Linked DNA regions of Mus musculus: region 1 is linked to region 2. The links are chromatin contacts, called in public Hi-C maps. All regions are on one chromosome and are shown on one strand. The core of a region is the stretch at or near the end of the contact, and the rest is flanking DNA. Distances in the headings are between cores, read along the strand shown. Region 1 holds the start of Rfc3 (replication factor C (activator 1) 3). Region 2 holds the start of Zkscan5 (zinc finger with KRAB and SCAN domains 5).

Region 1 (7,177 bases), core at 941-3,440, 6.4 Mb before region 2:
AGCTAGGCCAGCAGCCCAACAGTAGATGACAGTAAATTGTAGGGGAAGCCTAATAGTCTCTAGAACGGCCAAGATTATTTAATTTCCTTTCCACAGCAGTGAGAAGCCCTCTTTCAGTCACACTATGAAGATGTACAGAATTAAAAGCATAGTAGTTGTCTGTATATACAGTGGTTGACTTTCCTTTTTCCCATCTGAGAGCCTGGGTCAGACCAATCAGTTCTCCTTTTTGGAATGAGATATCTGACTTGGGCCCAAATATTTTCAGTTAAAGTAATTGTTGCAGCTCCTTTGCATCTAGTTTCATCTTTCATGGAAGAGTACCTGCAATGCAGGTGGTCATTAGGCAAGAGGTGATCAGATTTGATAACTATGAGTTTCTCACTTTGCACTCAAGTATGGTAAGGCCTGGTACTGGCTTACACAAACATTAGACAGCCAAGATCCTGGTGTGTCTTAGGGCTGCCATTACTGTGAAAAGACACCAAGACCAAGGCAACTCTTTTAAAGGATAACTGTTAATTAGGGCTGGCTTACAGGTTCAGAGGTTCATTCCATTATCATCATGGCAGGAAGCATGGCAATGTCCAGGCAGGCATGGGGCTGGAAGAGCTGGGTGTGCTATATCTTGTTCTGAAGACAAGCAGAAGACTGGCTTCCTGGTAGGTAGGAGGAGAGTCTCAAAGCCCACCCCCACAGTGATACACATCTTCCAACAAGGCCACACCCCCTAATAGTGCTACTCCTTCCCTGGGCCAAGCATATTAAAACTGCGTGGTGCTCCTCAGAGGAGGGCCTCAGTCTTGTAATGGAGTGCTGTTAGTACAAGATTTAGACCCAGATTTAGCTTGTGAGCTAGCTTACATAATCTAGCAGTAGCTATCACAGCTTAGACAGATGGACCATTTTGTGGCTACAGGGTCCAATCCTTTGGACAGGTACATCACAGGGTGTTTCCATGGTCCCAAAATTTGGATTAAAAGCCCTTCTGTCTTGTTTTATGGACAAACAGATGAAAAAGTTTTGAGACATCTGGAAGTTTTAGGGCTGGAGTCAATGCTAGAGCTGTTTCTAAAGCTTCAAATACCTTTTGTTCAACCTCAGTCCAGATTAAGGGCTCAGTGCCCTGCTTCGTGCTGGTGTGTAGTGAGAGGCCTTGCTCTGCTTACAAACTCTGGAATCCAGAGGCAGCACTACTCCATTGCCCCTAGGAACATACCTATATAGTAGTTTCTATAGTGATTCCAAATCTCATCAAGCTGATGACCAAGATTAACCATAGCAACAAGCTTTCAGGTGTCTGAAAGAAACTTCTGAAGCTACTGCAGGGAGCAGATCAGAGCTGTGTCTCTGGCCTTGGCCCTCTGGCTATGATTTGAGGACTCTATCCTTCCTTCCCAGCCACTTCCTCAGGTCTCACAAGTTGAAGAATTCCAAGTATGGTTATAAGTTAAAAAATACAGGGCAACCAATTAAAATCTAATTTCAGATAAAAATTAATTTCATTGCAAATATTGCCTGGGACACACACCGAAATGTTATTGGGGATCTAAATGTTATTGGGGGCATCTGTGTGTTGTATTTGTGAAAACAAGTAAACCTAGGTTTTTTTTTTTTCTATGTTCTCTTCACATTCTTTCAATCTTTTAGATTAAAAGAATATACCCTAGGATCCACCATGAACTACCTGTCTTTGGACGTTGTCTGTCATGCTTCTGGGTACTTTCGCTTCTGATTTCCTTTACTTTCTATTTCCTTTACTTTCCTAGTTCAGAACATATAGTTCACAGAGGCATGTAGGCAAATGCTCATTGAATATTGGAGTTTGTTTATTATTTTAAAGAAAAGCAGTTCTACTAATAAAGATAACAGATTATGTAGCACTAATTAGAATGAAGTTGTGAATCAGTGAATAAATGAAAGAATGAAATGGAGGGAATTTCCTTCCCTAAGAACTCAGATTGGACGAACCTGAATGTCAGAGATACATCTTTAATTCCTTCGAATGTTTTCTAAAATGTTACAGGGTGAGAACAAAGAGGCAGCCACTGCCCGGTAAATCCAGCGACTGTTGGTGCAGTGGTGGAAGTGGGAACTGCAGCGACTGCTCCACTCCCGGTTGAGATTGCCCAGTCTCCCTATCCGGAAGTCGCCGGGTGCCGGAAGTGACGTCGCACGCTTTCGCGCTCGCGGGAAAACTCTACTGTCTAAGCGGCGGGTCCGCTGGTGCGACTGTGGAGCGGTCATGAGCCTCTGGGTGGACAAGTACCGGCCGAGCTCCCTTGCCCGGCTGGACTATCATAAGGAACAGGCAGCACAGCTGCGCAACCTGGTGAGCCGCCCTGCTCAGCAGCTTCCTGCACAGCCCGGGGAAGGGAAGGGAAGGGAAGGGAAGGGAAGGGAAGGGAAGGGAAGGGAGGGAGGGAGGGAGGAGGCGGGCGCCCCGGTGCTAGCGAGGGGGTCAGAGTGACGCGTTCCTCAAAGTGCGGTGTGTTTGCTGCCGGGAACCTCAATGGCTTGGTGTGGGGACCAGAAGAAGGCCAGTGTAGTGGAGAATCAGGAGCAAGCAGCGGCGGTAGGGGGCGGGGATGGGGGTGTGCCCGGGCCTCGGTGTTACTGCAAATGCCTGATGGGCTCTCCCGCTACAGAGAGCTTAGGTGGGAAGCTGATAGAGGTGACTGTGCCCCGGACCCTGTTCTTAGTTACTGCGGAATCACAGCTAAGGCTTTTCTGAAAAGGAGAGATTATTTTAACGAGTGCCGCGATCGTTCATATGAGAGCTTTTGGAAGACTCGAGGGTGAAGTGGAAGATATGTTTTAGGTTTGGTTTTGGTTTTGGTTCGTGATGCATGCACTAATTTGAAATAGAATATTATGCTTCGTTAATACACGTGCCGGTTTTCCTTGCAAAAGCTTTAATGTTCAGTTTCCCGGTGGCAAGATCAAGACCCCATGTTAATAGTACTCTTTCGTTTGATGGCACTCTGTTACTGCTGTCTTTTCCATAGCATTGATCAACCTTGATCTAGTGTGAAGTTCTTCTGTCTCTTCCAAGTGAACTTACAAGGAAATCAGCGCACCTGCTTCTGAGCAAGAGGACCATTATGGGGAGCCCGGGCCAGACAAGCATCTGTCTTAGTTACAGAGATTGGGTTCGCCTTCTGTCATCCCTTAGTTTCAAACGGGCCCTTCAGATAGCTTACTTAGGGAGTGCCTACTTTTAAGCATTTAGTGCATGTAAATTAGATTAAATTAGTGTCCAGAGTTTGGTACATTTTCTGTTGGAGCTGGATGGTAAACAGAATATCTTGGAACTTTAAAAGTGGTTTGTTTAACTTAGTTCACCCAGTTTAACTAAGATATAATGTCTTGTTCTTTTTTTCCTTAGGTGCAGTGTGGAGACTTTCCTCACCTCTTAGTATATGGACCATCAGGTGCTGGAAAAAAGACAAGAATTATGTGTATTCTACGTGAACTTTATGGTATCGGGGTGGAAAAACTGAGAATTGAGCATCAGACTATCACAGTAAGCATCTTGGGTTGAAGCTTAGCAGATGTTTCTGGAGGGGACTTTTAATCCTGGTCATGTGTATATCTCTCCCCACCACTAGCCAGTGACTAGTGTGTGACTTAGGAAGTTGTGTGTCTGTGTGCTTGTGTGGGTGAAGGTGGCATGAGTAGAGTTACTGTTAGCTGCCAGTCCTCTTTCCCATTGTATTTAAGACAGAGATTTCCTTCCACTCTGCCAAGCCCAGCTGGCAGGCGGACCTGGGAGCTTCTGGGGATTCTCCTGTCTCTGCCGCCCACCTCTCTGAGGTCCCTGGTATTACAGACAGTTGCAATTGGACCAGCGCTACAGCTTTTATACGGAGTCATCAAACTTGCATGTGTCCACACCACAAGTGTATTTCACTCAGCCATTTCCCCAGTCCCTGAAATGCCCTTCTCTCAAGTGTCCTCAGCCCAGCAGAACTGGCAGTTCCTTACACATGATAGTGTGTAGCTTGCCTTGGTTATGGTTTTTTACCTTTTACCTCAGTGGGATGAGAGAATATGCCATGTCAATTTCAAGGCCTTCATGGCATCTAATAACAGTGTCGTAATGATATTTTGTGTTCAGAGGGAAAAAATGCTTAGTGGGGATGGTCATGCTGTTAATAAAATCTTCAGGAGGGTGATGTTGAATTAACTCAGAAGAAACAATATTCTACAAGACAAAAGAACTGAATAAATAGAAATATAAAGTATGTTCTCACACGGGAGGCTTAATATTTAGAAGTCTCTGTCCCAAGTTACGGTATAAATTTCAGTCAGAATACTAATGTTGAAAAAGTGTATGATGCCACCCTAAATCCCATATGGAGGACACATTTCTGAAATGAGATAAGGTTATGAAGAAGAGAAGTGAAACGGGTGTATTAGTTCATCCCTAAATTGTTTAATATAAACTAGATTAAGGCAAGGTAGGTTTATTTGAAGGGACGACGGGAGAGAGAGACTATTGGGATGAATTAATTTTAAGAAATAGAAATAGCAAGTTTTATGGCAAATCACCAACATGAGTCTTAGCTTTGTACTACTTTCAGAGGATTTAGCGAGTCGAGTCTGTGGACGGTTGATTTGTGTTTGAGGCCCATGGTGAGGCAGAACAGTTCATACACAGGTGCAAGTGTATGAAGGAAGAGTTTCCTTACAGACATGTTAATTTCTTGTTCAGCTGATGGGTCCTTGGATAGGTGGCACAGACATGCACAGTGCCAACAAAGTGAAAATCTATAAGGATAATTAGTTGTAGAACATGCATGTTATGAGTTGATAACACTGTCATGACATCACACCAGTTGTCTTGAAAGAGATCGCAAAGACACATTATTCAGTGAGAAAAGCAAAATAGGTGTGTATGAAAATTTCTTTCTTTATACATTAATTTTGCATGAAACAATGAGTCTATGAATATATTTTTCTTTTATTTCTGTGTTAACATGGAAGACTGTAGATAGTTGGCAGTAGTGATTTGGTGATTCACGAAATAAAAAGAAGACAGCCAATAAGTAAATGTTGAACCGATTCTTGTTTCATTCACAGACCCCGTCTAAAAAAAAAATTGAAATCAGCACCATTGCAAGCAACTACCACCTTGAAGTTAATCCCAGGTAAACTGCTCCTGAATATTCTTAGGAAAGTAATTAGAGATTTAGAAAAAAAAAAATATATATATAGTCATTGTCCTCCAGCTTAGAGTTTTTCTAAAATACTGTTGTCAGAGGTCCCTTAGGTCAGTGGGTACCATGGTCCATGTCACCGAGGTGAGTGTCTATGTAAAGGAATGAGTGCAGTGGAGGGAGTGGAAGGAGGAGTCTTGAGCTCTTGTGTATGTGGATTTGGTGGCAGTCCCTGTGTAACCCTGAGAGGATTCATCAAGGAAAAGCTTAGGAATGGATCACATTATAAAAGTAAGTGTGTTTGCTCCATAGTGACTGGAAAGTGCTCACCAGCATCCAGATGTTGTGGTCCAGCTGTAGCTAGCAAAGGAAAACTGTGTTGTGCAGTTTCAAGTACTTGTTACTATCAAGGCATTATCAAGATACTTGTTAAACTTGTAGTTTTGCTGTCAAAGTAAGAACAAACTGCTGTAAGGACACAATGTTTTTAGTGGTGGTACAATTTAAATTTGCTACTGAGCCTAAAAGATCTCAAGTTTCAAGGTTCCTACTTGTAATTAGATATTACTAGTTTCAGCAAAACACAAACAGAAGAAAGCAAACTTCCTGATAGTGTTCACGTAATAACAGATTAAGAGTGAGGGTGCAATACTTGGTGAGTGTTTACATCCATGTGACCATCATTCTGGTGTCGTGTAGTGATGCGGGGAACAGCGACCGAGTTGTAATTCAGGAGATGCTGAAGACAGTGGCCCAGTCACAACAACTTGAAACCAGCTCACAAAGAGACTTCAAAGGTGAGGGGCTTTCTGTGAGGCTGGGGACCATCAGTGCTTTTACATTGGAGTACAAATGAATGCGTGCTGTGCAAGGTTGCACCCACCCTTAATCTGAGTGCCCGGGAGGCAGAGACAGGAGGATCTCTGAAAGTTCCAAGCCAGCCTGTTTTATAGAGTGAGCTCTAGGGCAGCCAGGCCTGCATGTAGAGGCCTGTCAGAAAAAAAAAAAAAGAAAAAAGACATATGAATGGAAGCCCTGGTCTCTGCTCATGGTGTTCAGTCTTCTGTCTGTGGTATCTATTTGACATTTCAGAGCAAGATAACGGGAGCACAGATCATGTAAAATAAGAAAGAACATACAGTACACATGTGAGTGAGTGCATGTCGTGGACGGAGGTTGACACTCCTGTCTTCCTAGCTCATTCTTTATCTTGTCACTGATACCTGCAGGTGATTGAACAGCTCTGCTGATAGGACAGTGAGTTCTAGGGTCACACCTGTCTCTGTGCCACTAGAACTGAGGTGTATGCCTAGCTTTTTATGAGTCCTCGGTCGGAACTTGGTCACTGTGCTTCCCATGTTAGAGTAACATGTTTTTTCCATTAAATTCATGGTTACTTGAAAATAATGTATTTCTTAGACCTTTGAATTCAATGTGTTTCTTTCCTGTTGACTATTTTTTATAAAATGTGAATTTTAAAAGAAAGTAGATTTTTCCCGTAGCCTTTGAAAGTAGGAGGCCAGAGAGGGATTCTCAGGTTTGGTCCTTAGGAGGTCCTGGGTTTTCTTTTCAGAAAGCAGTGAGGCCCATGGCCCTGTGCTTCCATCTCTGCTCCTTTGCTGTTCCTGCCACTGACATCCTTTTTCCTGTCTGTTTCCTGCTCTGCTCAGCTAGCTTCTGCTGCTGGGCTCTGTGTGGAGCATCCATCACCTTAGCATTTTGAGAAACCTCCACTTCCCTAGACGTTACTGTTGCAGGGTCCCGTGTTCTCAGCCACAGATTGGGCCCTATGTGATCTGCTTACAATTTCTAATGTGTCCTGTGGGCAGTTTAGGGTTCAGAGCCCTAACCGCTGGGACAAGTGTCATGGATTCCTCCTTTCTTACTCAAGCACGATGCTGCTTCTTTGTCATTGTTTGTTCCTGTCAGCACAGATGTGGATATAGTTTGACTTAGATGTAAAGGTTGCTTTGTCTGTGAGTGTATCTAAAATGAAAGCCCGCTGCTACTGCCAT
Region 2 (6,294 bases), core at 2,293-4,792:
CCACCAAGCTATGCCCTGACCCTATTATAGCGTTCTTAGTTTTGTTTTTGAGACAGGGTGTCAAGCAGCCCAGCCTCAAACTTGCAACATAGCCAGGACGACCTTGCTGATCCTCCTGCCTCCACCTCCTGTGTTGGGATCGCAGGTGTGCTCCAGCATGGTTTACAGGGCACTGGCAATGGAACTCATAGCTTGCGCTCTAGGCGAGCACACTGCCAACGGACCCATATTCCCAGGGCCCTTTTCTGGATTTAGAATGAAAGTCCAGCATATAGTCAGTCCTCTCAGGGGAGCCCCCCAGTCCACACTCCAGGCCCTCCTTGCCCATGTGACCAGAGTCCCCATCTTCTAGTCACATTGACTACTGACTGCACTGAACGGATGAGCCTCACCATTTTCTTCCAGAAGATTCTGTGACTCTCGCTCGGGCTGGGCCTCCACAGGTAGACACTGGTGACTGAAGGACTCCTGCGTGGCTCCGGGTGGTACCATCTTCTGAGGAAGTACTTCGGGACTTGTGGCAATCTAACAACCACAACTACAACCAATCAGCAAAATTACAGATGGGGATGGGAAAGAATCCATTAGAGTCCATTAGACTGCCACCTGTCCCCTGGTCCAACACTCACCTTGTGTCTACAATGAGCCAATTAAGCAGCAGTTTAAGTATGGTTTATTCCTACTGGGAAAAGACTTCCATGAGACATACCCACATGCAAATACTTCGTCTTGAACTTCATGTTACATGGGAAAAAAACCCACAGCTACAGGACAGAACGGATGCGCTCCATCTTAGCCTGAGAGGCTAAGGGAAGTGATCATTCCGTAAACACCTGAACGAGGTTAAGAAACTGCTGGAGAGTTGACTCTGAGGTTAAGAGCATTGGCTGCTCTTCCTGAGGACCAGTGTTAAGTTCCCAGCACCTACGTAGTAGCTCACAACCATATGTCACTCCAGTTCCAGGAGATCTGACACCCTCTTCTGACCGCAGTGGGCCACGGGCATACATGTGGTATATATACTTACATACATTCAGGCAAAAGTTGCATACACATAAAATAAATCAAATTTTTTAAAAGAAGAAGAAGATGCTAGAGAGATGGCTCAGTGGCTAAGAGCGCTTTTGCAGAGGATCCAAGTTCGGTTCTCAATAAACACAGTAGTTGGCTCACAACTGTCTGTAACTTCAGCTTTAGGGAACCCAATGCCTTCTTCTGGCTTCTGAGGGTATCAGCACAAGCAAACACATAGTTTAAAATAAAATAAAATAAAATAGGACTAAAGAAGTGGCTCAGCTGTTTATAGAGCATTTGTTGCTCCTGCAGAGGACCTGGGTTCAATTCCTAGCACCCACATGGGCGGCTCACAACCATCTACAACTCTAGCTCCAAGGGACATTAACGCCCTTATCGAGGCTCCACGGGCACATACATACCTGCAGGCAGAACACTTATACATACACAATAAATAATTCTTTTTTGGGGGGGGGGTCGAGACAGGGTTTCTCTGTATAGCCCTGGCTGTCCTAGAACTCACTTTGTAGACCAAGCTGGCCTCGAACTCAGAAATCCACCTGCCTCTGTCTCCCGAGTGCTGGGATTAAAGGCATGCGCCACCATGCCCAGCTACAATAAATAATTCTAAAAATCTAAAATCTTTTTTTTTAAGTTGCTGAAGTAGTGGTATAGCTATGTGTGAGAAAATAGCTGAAGCCATATTAAAGGCAGTACATCAGAACACATTCTAAATGAAGCAGTCTGTCAAAAAGCGAGTTTAAAACAGACTGAGGAAAGGTTTTCAAAAACTGCAGTGAAGAAAGGATTCTAAAAGCATGAAACCCAGAAACCAGGAAATAAAGAGTTAACCTGGGGGCTGGAGAGATGGCTCAGCAGTTAAGAGCACTGACTGCTCTTCCAGAGGTCCTGAATTCAATTCCCACCAACCACATGGTGGCTCACAACCATCTGTAATGGGATCTGATGCCCTCCTCTGGTGTGTCTGGAGACAGCTATGATGTACTCACATAAATGGAATAAAAGGGTAAAAAGAAAAGAAACACAAGTAGGGAACGTGAGCTTAATTTTCAAAGAAGAAGGGCAGGAGTAGGAAGAAACACATTATTCTTTAAAACTCATTACATGTTGGGTACAGTGGCACACGCCTTTCATCCTAGCATTTGGAGGGGCGGGGCAGACACAGGTGGATCTCTGTGAGTTCGAGTCTACATAGAGATCTCTGGTCTACATAGTGAAATCCAGAACACCCAAGGATACATAGTGGGGCTGTCTCAAAAACAACAGCAAAGCCAGAATATGAACGACTGAAGCACCACAGGGCTAAGACTGCATGGCAGCTCCTTCCTCACTGTCCCCGTTTCCTCTTGCAACGCACCTGTTGTCTGCGCTCCTCCAGCTCTCTCTGGATACTCTCTATCACAGCCACGGCTTCTTCCCCACTCTCGGGGTGATGCTCTCTCACCCAGGCCTGAAACTCTTCAGGCAGGATGGTGAGGAACTGCTCCAGCACCAGCAGCTCCAGGATCTGCTCTTTGGTGTGCAGCTCCGGCCTCAGCCACTCACAACAGAGAACCCGGAGCTGGCTGAGAGCATCGCGGGGTCCTGCTGCCTCATGGTACTGGAAGTGCTTGAAGCGCTGGTAAAAAGTCTCAAGCACTGGCCGGTTGTATCCCTGCATCCAGGAGCAGTCCTCTTCTTCTACTTTCACTATGAGAAGGTCTGCTTGCTCTTGCGAAGTCTCAGCGGGAGGCTCTAAGTGTATAACTGCCCTGGATTCTGTCATTATCATTCCAACTGAAGAGTCTCTAGACTCTAGCCCGTTACACTAACCCGATTTGTTCTCTGCTCTTCTAAAGGGCACTTTTTGTAGTGAACAACCTTACTGGAATGTCTGGAATTATTATTAGCTAAGAGAGGTGGCAACGACGTCATCTAGACTAAAGAAAAACCACTCAACAAAGTCATTCACTTTAAGATATAGAGAAGTTAGTCATCACTTCTCCCATAAAACAGCTAATAGCGACTACGTCCAGATTTTAATAACGTAAAAAAAAAAAAGGCCATTAAAAAGTGACATCAGGCCCAACTTAAAACAGTTTTAAAAATGAGAAAGTCCATATCTCATATAAATAACGGGACAAAATTATTCCAGACGGAGTCGTTTCTTCTCTCGATCATAAGCCAAACTGAAGTCAGTATAGGAATGAAACCCATTAAAATGGTCATATCTCATTCTGGCTTTCAAGCCATAAGAGCTTGATAGATAAACGAAAGACTTCATTAGTTCTATGAGAAGTACGGTTATACTAAAAAATTTGGACCTGGATTCTTTGTAATAGCTCCTGACCTGGAGACAGAGACCAGCCGGGTCAAGGTTAGGGACAGGACTCCAGTGTGGACACAATGTCCTACCAGCTCCTCTCCAGTCTTTAAGTCCCGGGGACCCAAAGATCAAACTCCCCGCAGCCCAGGCTTGGAAGATGGAGTTCTCACAAGCCAAGAGAGAGGCAAGTCCGACACTTTCCAACAGTTCATCGCCGGAAGTAACCAAGTACGAGCTTCAGCCATAAATCCCACCCCCAAGAGCGCTTCCGCAGCCTCTCTAGGAATCCCGGAGGTCCTAGCAGCACAGCGGGAAGGAGGAGCTACTCCTGAGCCCGCCCCCTTGTGGAGCTGACCAATCAGTCACCCTCAAGCAAGAGGCTACAAGAGCCTGGGGAAAATAGAGCTAATCTATTTCCCACCCCCAAAACCAGAGCATGGGCTTAGCTCAAGGGTAGGAATCTAGGGGGCCGGTCGGGGAAAACAAACAAACAAAATAGGTCCACCCTCTCTCTCCTCTGATTGGTCGAGCACAGCCTCACCCACCCACCCACCGCAGCACTCTGGAATTGAAGTAGGTCTGCACCATCCTGGCCACTTTTCTAAACACGCAAAGATTCTTTATTGCCCTAGAGTGGCTGAGGCTCTCGGGACTACATCTCCCAAGGAGCTGCGCGCGAAGTCTAGCCAATATGGCTGTGGCTCTCTGTCTCCAGGGCTTATTAATATGCTGCCGGGGAGGCAGACCTGACTGGCTCCGTGATAGAGGCTCTTACTGCCAAGCCTGATGACATGAGCTGATCCCTGGACTTGAGACATCCAAAAATTGTCCTTTGACTTCCACAGCTCTCCATGTAAGCCCCTTCCCCGCAGGCATTAGGTAATTTTTTAATGTTAAAGGGCATCAGGGTGTCTAGTCCGAAAGTTATATCAATTAATTGTTCGTATTTTTTTTCTATTGCTTCTGCACTTGACTAGCTTTTGAAAAACAAAACAAGCCGCGCGGTGGTGGCGCACGCCTTTAATCCCAGCACTTGGGAGGCAGAGGCAGGTGGATTTCTGAGTTCAAGGCCAGCCTGGTCTACAAAGTGAGTTCCAGGACAGGCAGGGCTACACAGAGAAACCCTGTCAAGAAAGGAAGGAAGGAAGGAAGGAAGGAAGGAAGGAAGGGAGGAAGGAAGGAAGGAAGGAAGGAAGGAAGGAAGGAAGGAAGGGAAAGAAAGAGACAAAACGAATGCAGCAGAGGGAAGAAAGAGAGAGAAAAAGGAAGAAAAAAAGAGAAAAACAAAACAAACAAAACGAATGCAGCAGAGGGAAAAAAGCGCCTGTTGCTGTATCGGCTGAAAAGCTGAAAGATGCGCCCAGAGCATGGCAGCCAGGCGGCTGGGGAGAAACAATAGTTTGAAGACAGAAGTTTTGCTTAAAGCCTGTTACCCTAAATTGTAAATCCCATTTTAAATTATCTACCCCTCTCTTGAGGCGTTTTCATCATTTTCCAAGTCCTTCGAATACTGGTAGTATCAGAGAACCTGTTGTCACACTTCAGGGGCCCACCAAAACAGACTACCGTGGAATTGCAACCCCTGCCATCAGTGGAAGACCTAGTTACAGAACTAAGGTCACAACACTGGGGGCGGAGGGAAGGGCATCTCTCAAATCCACGACTGAAGCAAACTGTATTTTGAGGTGTACCCGGGACTGTCTAGCGGGCCATCTCACTCTAAATCACTCCTGTGGTTCACAACCTTCAGTAATTCTAGTTCTAGGGTATCCGATGCCCTCTTTCTGGCCTCTGGCTGGCCCGGAACTCTCGTAGGCCAGGCTTCCCTAGAACTCACAGAGACCCGCCTGCCTCTACCTTCTGAGTTCTGAAATTAAAGGTGTGTGCCACTAATGCACTTCAAATTATTTGTTTGTTTTTTCAGGCAGGGTTTCTCTATGTAACCCTGGCTACCCTAGAATTTCTCTCTAGACCAGGCTGGCCTCAAACTGAGAGATTTTCCTGCCTCTGCCTCCTGAGTGATGGAGTTTTTTGTTTTTTAACGTGTACAGTGTCTTGCCTGAATTATATCTATGCATCACAAGTGTGCCTACTGGCCACAGGATGCCAGAAGAGGGCAGTCAGATCTCTTGGGATTAGAGTAAGTGTGCTTGTTCCTGTGGTGTCAGAACTAAACTCTGGTTCTCTGGGGTGTTTTTGGTTTTGGTTTAACGTGATTTATTTATTTTACCTGTCTGTTGTGGCACAAGGTTTTAAATCCAGAACTGGGGAGGCAGAGGCAGGCAGATCTCTGTGAGTTCGAGGCCAGTCTAGTTCCCAGAGCTAGTTTCCATAGCCGGGACTATACAAAAAAACCCTGTCTCAAAGAGTCAAAAACAATTTTTAAGTAATTAAAAGAAAAATATACATGTGTATATAGATAGATAGATGTAGATATAGATATAGTTTTACTTTATTTATGGCTGTTTGACCTGCACCATGTTGTGGGAGCCAGTAATTAAACCTAGATCCTCTAAAAGAGCAGCCTGTGTCTTTAACCGCTGAACCATCTCACCAATCCATCTTTTTTTTAAAATTTATTTATTTATATTTATTTTTTTCAAGACAATTTTTTTCTCTGTGTAGGACCCCCTATCTATCTAATCCATCCATCCATCCATCCATCCATCCATCCATCCATCCATCCATCCATCCATCCATCCATCCATCCATCCATCCATCCATCCATCCAATCTGTCATGACTGTCATGACGTGGCCTGCGGCCCCTTTAGTAAAATAAGAAAGGCGAACCATAGAGATGCATCTTAGTCCTCCAGGGCGCTTAGAAAGACCTTACGCAGGCGAGGCCTCTTCCCAGAGGCGGGGTTAATTACGCACTTCCGCTTCGGTTTGTTTTTCTGTCACCTGCCGAAATGAGAACTGAGAAGACCGGGTTCGCGTGTGTGCTGTGTCC

Evidence for each region. Hi-C and Micro-C count contacts between places; a contact is called where the count stands out from the background.
Region 1: a contact with region 2 is called in a Hi-C map of B cells, with 5 read pairs. The contact joins the promoter of Rfc3 here to the promoter of Zkscan5 in region 2. A contact is called at or near these places in 2 of 39 promoter capture datasets (maxillary cranial neural crest and pre-B cells) and 1 of 484 Hi-C or Micro-C datasets (B cells).

What each region holds. Positions count from the first base shown.
Region 1 is chr5:151,646,221-151,653,397 of GRCm38.p6, reverse strand. Rfc3 (replication factor C (activator 1) 3) reads left to right here and starts at 2,190. Exons shown (of 9, transcript NM_027009.2): 1 at 2,190-2,332; 2 at 3,389-3,526; 3 at 5,086-5,153; 4 at 5,862-5,959. The coding sequence starts at 2,246.
Region 2 is chr5:145,201,807-145,208,100 of GRCm38.p6, reverse strand. It overlaps Zkscan5 (zinc finger with KRAB and SCAN domains 5), which reads right to left and starts at 3,542. Exons shown (of 6, transcript NM_016683.2): 1 at 2,393-3,542; 2 at 393-525. The coding sequence starts at 2,806. It overlaps Zkscan14 (zinc finger with KRAB and SCAN domains 14), which reads left to right and starts at 6,219. Exons shown (of 3, transcript NM_023322.2): 1 at 6,219-6,294.